Regions from separate parts of the Gossypium hirsutum genome. Here region 2 is linked to region 1. A link is a contact called in public Hi-C data. All regions are on one chromosome and are shown on one strand. Each heading gives the region's core, a stretch centred on a gene start, on an enhancer-like site or on the middle of the called end of the contact. The rest is flanking DNA. Distances are from core to core; before and after follow the strand shown. Region 1 has its middle 68 kb from the start of LOC107892026. Region 2 has its middle 7.1 kb from the start of LOC107892026.

Region 1 (2,700 bases), core at 127-2,626:
ATGGGTCTATAATAAGATTGTTTATTTACAGCGAAATGATATACAAAGTCAACAGATCTCACTGAATACAAAATAAGATTTATAGCTACACAAACCGTTGAGGGTAGTTCTAGATCTGGTCCAAGACAAACTGTTCTAGATCTGGTTCTAGATTTGGAATATGGTAAGGTAGCCCCTGGATGGGAACGACTCCTTTGATGGGTGTCGCAATGGCTTTATTTGTGATATTCTTATCTATTATTTTAAAGATTTATAATTCTTCCGTTTTACTGGTTGGAATTTCAATGAATTATACCACATCAAAGGTCAATGGGCATGCCACTGATGACATGGAAAAAAAGGTGAGATGTGACGCATTTTAACACCATTAACTTTTTGAACTAAAATCTATAATGGAGGAAGAATTTAGACATCAAGTGAAAAAAAGAAGTTTAAATACTAAAGTGAGAAAACAAATATAGTTGAGGGTCAAAATTGTGATATAAACTTAATTTATATGCAATGAAATGATTTTGCTGCTAAAGAAAAAGAGGATATATATATTTATATATGGGAGGAAACCACTTATATTGGTGTAAAACTAAGTTGCAAAACTAAAATAGTTTCATATAATTCCTTATATTTTTGTATGATTAATATTTTAATGACTCAACTATCATATTTCATATTCCATTTACATGGATCATCCATGTCAAGTTAGATGTAAATTTAAAATTTTTAATTATTTATTTTATGTAAAAAAGCTTCAACCGTTTAATAAATATTAATATATACAATATTTTAGATCAATATAATAGAGATATTGAATCAATTCAAAAATTTATATGCATAACAAGGACAATAAATAAATTCCATGGTTAAATCGTTAAGATATTAGTTGTGCAAAAATATACAAATGAATGTAAAATTATTTTAGTTTTACACTTACATATGTAAGTGGATTACTCCCATGTATATATATATATTCAATCATCTTTTACCAATGAGTACTTAATTTAATGATAAGGTTGAGGCTAGAGACCTTTAAGATCTCATGGTCAAATCCCACTTAGTGTAAATGATGTACAAGTTTTTAATTTATATTTTTGTTTGGTGTCTGATTATGTTTTATAATAATTTGTTATAATTATAAAATTTGGATGTATACTATTTATATTAGATTATTTTTGCAGGCAACTGAAATTTGTTTAAAATTATATAAATATTATATTAGAGTATATACGAATTTATATTAAAATTATATTGTATAGTTGATAAAAATGTAAGATTCAATGCAATGGATACAAGTTATAAAATAAAGTCTGGACATCGGCAGGCCTTAAAATATTTCTTGGCATGTATTGATGAGACATGTGGTGCCCAACAATTTGTTGGCTAAGGTACCATTGCCCCGATATTCAAAATAGAGCCAAAAGAAGGGGAAAAGGGGCAGTGCGCCCTTTTAATTGCCTTTCTTTTTCCTTTCTTAATTTCTTTTCGGCGAAATATATGTGAAAAGATAAAATCGAAGTGTAAAATGACACTAAATCAAAGAGACAAATATTGAGGTTGACAGTCCACAATTTTTGTCCACAAGGAGTTGAAACCTGAAACCTTCTACGCCACAATTAACTACCAAAATCCCAAAATTGATTTAATTCACTTTTTATCCTCCAGTAATTGTATAAAATAAAAATAATAGTTGGTGGAATATTTGTAATTTTAAAATTATAAATTTATTAAAGTATTATTATTATTCAAATTTAAATCTAAATTAAATAATACTATCCTCCAGATATTTCAATATATAAAAATATAATTTCAAAATTTTCAATTATTTTTCTTGTAACTCTTCTAAAAACTTAAATCATTCAATTTAAGTATTTTAGCTCTTCAATGAATAAAAAAATATTTTTGGCTTGTACAAAAATTAATAATGTAATTTAAGGTCTTGTTTGATAAATATTTAAAAGAATTAAATAAATTCAAATTAATATTTTCAATTATTTAAATTTTCATATACATTTGATAATCCAAAATAAAAACAACCTAAAACGTAGAATAAGAGCTACTTATGACTTAATAAAGAATATTTTCATTTAATTCAATTATACTTTATTTATTTTGACATTATATTATATTATAAGTACTTTACAGTTAAAATTTGGACTTGTTTAGAATAAGGTGAAATGTTTAACAATTAAGAGTAAAATGTAGAATAAAATTTTTCATATTTTAAGATTTATATTTATAAAAAAATATAATCATATTTCGTACTTAATTTTAAATAATATATCAATTATATATTATAACTTAAATTCAATGGTAAAATTTTCAATACTTTATTTTTTAGTAATTAATTTTTTAATTTATCAAACAATACCTAATTCTTTTTAACACAATTTTTAGCCTTGATTCTTCCAAAATTTTATAATTTTATCTCGTTCCGGTTGCATAAAATTTCTTACTTTGTCATTGATTCCACATTTGCAGTTTTTTATATTTTAAAAGTAACTAATAATTATATTTAAGAGGTAATTGTTATAAATATCTTATTAAGTGGATGCCCATCATGATTAAGATAAAGTTTTAATATATTTTAAATTCTAATAGTTATTAAAATTAGATCCCTACTTCTTTTATATTTCTTATGCCTATAAATAGAGACTTTGATGAAACATTTTAATCATCCCTTTTAATCAATAAAGTACATTGTCTATT
Region 2 (2,700 bases), core at 98-2,597, 75 kb after region 1:
TGCGTACAATAGCAAAGCCTGAGTTCGAGTGTTGGCAAGGTTATAGGATTTGTTTTGTCAAAAGGCATCTTGAAATCTTTCTGTAGAAAAAGAAAAATTTAGAAAGGAATAGTGGATCTGTGAAAATTAAGTATCGTACTGATAACGTGTTATAAAATAAATAATAAAGAGAACAAAAAAACAAAAGAAATAAAAGAAACAAGAGAACTCTGAATTTTATTGATCAATAAAGGTGTTTAGAATGCTTCTCCAAAACCTATATATTCATGGACATAAGAAGTATAAATAATATGAAACTCTACTTCTAATAAACATTAGAATCCTAATGTATATCAAATTTATCTTGATCTTGATGGACATTCATTTAATAATAAAATATTTATTGCAAGAATTTGTTTGCTTGAGTATAAAAGTTATATAAAAATATTTATAAAATTAAGTATACTTTATAAAATTCTAATAAAAAACATAATTATAAAACAAAAATAAATGCATTGTAATAAATATTTTAAAGGATGTTTTAAAAAGTCACTTTTTAGGCATTAAATGAAAATGTGTCATTTCATATTTTTTTTTAAAAAAATTTAATTAATATCATACACTTTCTAATACTAGATCAATTTTCTTTAGCAATATTTTAATCTTAATTAGTGTTGATTAATTAAATAAATTAATATCAGAAAATAAAATAAAATAAACAAATAGTAACAGTAATGTAAGGTTTGTTTATGGTTTTGTTTTTCAACTAAATTTATGATAGGTTAGAATTTAAAATTAAGATTTATAATTTTAGAAAAAAAGGTTAGATTAAGATTTTTTAGAATTTATATAAAAAGTAGATCAAGAATGAAAAATAATAATAAAAGTTAATTTGATGTTTATTGATGGATCATACTATTTAGGAGCTCTAGAATATATATATATAGTAAGTTATTACTAAAAGTAAAATTTTAAAATCATCCTGTTAAACTGTATAATAAATATATGGTGGCGGGCAGCATGAATTTTACCTAAATATCTGTTTCAAAATCAAAATTTCGAAAAGAAAAAGAAAAAGGCTCTATTAGGGATCAGAACCTGACGGTTTCAGGTTTTTTGTTTTCACTGGCTTTAACCCTTTACCTATTCTGGTTTTCTGCTGCACTTGGTCTTGGATACTGTAAGTTGTAAGAGTAGTATCTAGTATGTTAGCCCATGCGCTTTTCGGTGGTTTGCCAAAGGGGAGGTTTTCATAGTTGTCAATTCCGCTCTTAGGGACCAGGAAGTTAGGTCTTATCTCAGTGTACGTTTATTGGATGAAACTTTGAAGTTCATCCTAATCCTTGAATTCTTATTGGTTATTTGTCAATTTGAAGGATTCCTCATGGTCCAGCTTAACTGCTTCTCGTTTTCTGTCTGAAATGTTGAGTAAGACTGTTTTGTTGCTTTGTTTCCTTTCTCTCTCTACATATATTCAATTATTATATACTGTTAAAATTAAAAAAACTTGGATGTAAAAGGAAAAGTGTGAAGGGGTGAAGGAAGCGGTCCCCTCCATTGGAGGTTGCTTTTGGTTCTCATCATCTCATGTGGTTGCCATCAACTCTCTCGCCGTGCTGAGACATTCATTCTCCTCCATCGACACCTGGGACTTAACTTCAGCCATTGTTTTTAACAGTCAGTGCTGAAAATGATTAGTCGGGTTTCAAAGAAACTTGAGCCATATATCTACGTGTATAACTACAAACAAATCTACTTGGTTTTTTCATTTTAAGTGATCGAGGTGAAAGTGCAATCGGTTTAAAAAACCATATATACTTATTTTTCATAGGTGTAGCCATCAAGCAATGAAAAATCCTTTTCAGTGCAGAGATAAATGCAGATAAATTCATTATTCCTGTCAAACATGTCACACTGTGTAAATCTTTATTTCCATTTCGGTAAGGTAACAAATAATATATATATAGGTATATATGCATTGCAAGTGCAGGAACTTCACCCACTTTTAACTGTCCTGAACCAAGCTTCTATTCTACAAAAAATAGATCTAACTCAACATGCTTGAATTTAAAATGTATTTGTAAAAACAACTACAGCACTCGAGTTATTGCACCACAAAATAGGTTCATCATTAGCTGAAATTCTTAATTAACCTAATAAAGATTCAATCCATGTAATATCAGCAGTGGCATAAGCTACAGTTTGATATTGTGCCTCAATATCTTCTTGACAGAATTAAAATGAACATTTGAAGAGTTTTGCATATACTGACCAACTCTATTAACATCAAAAGCTAATCGGGTCTAGTGATAACTCCACTAATGCTTCTGTAATCCACATCATTCTCAATCGTACTTGCATCATTCGCAAGAGATTCCAGTTACTTACCTTGGGAGTAGGTAACCCACATGCACGGTCATGCCACTTTTCTTGAGAATATCAATAACATAGTTCTTTCGCCGAAAAAATAAGCATCCATCATACTTATAATTGATTTCTATCCCAAGAAAGTAACGAAGCTTGCCCAACTTTTTTAAGGAGAAAGCCACATTGAGACCATGGATAACTTCACTGACCTCATAATTATTGTCTCATGTAATAAAGATAATGCATTTGATAGAAGATGTTATGAATGTAAAAAACAGTGATGCATTAGACTTTGCTTCATGAAAACTAGCTGAGAGTAAGGAATATTTCAATTTGTCAAACCAAGCTCTTAGA

The links. A called contact is a pair of places that touch in the nucleus more often than the background predicts.
Region 2: a contact with region 1 is called in a Hi-C map of leaf, with 2.9 times the contacts expected there. The contact joins two enhancer-like sites. A contact is called at or near these places in 2 of 34 Hi-C or Micro-C datasets (both in leaf).

What each region holds. Positions count from the first base shown.
Region 1 is chrD09:25,025,360-25,028,059 of Gossypium_hirsutum_v2.1, forward strand. No RefSeq gene overlaps it. Among protein-coding and RNA genes, the nearest start is that of LOC107892026, 68 kb to the right of the region's middle. Within about 2 kb of position 1,377, at least 1 of the 9 cell types and tissues checked has an H3K27ac peak or open chromatin away from gene starts, as enhancers often do. A contact at or near this core is called in leaf, where this site is marked.
Region 2 is chrD09:25,099,989-25,102,688 of Gossypium_hirsutum_v2.1, forward strand. No RefSeq gene overlaps it. Among protein-coding and RNA genes, the nearest start is that of LOC107892026, 7.1 kb to the left of the region's middle. Within about 2 kb of position 1,348, at least 1 of the 9 cell types and tissues checked has an H3K27ac peak or open chromatin away from gene starts, as enhancers often do. A contact at or near this core is called in leaf, where this site is marked.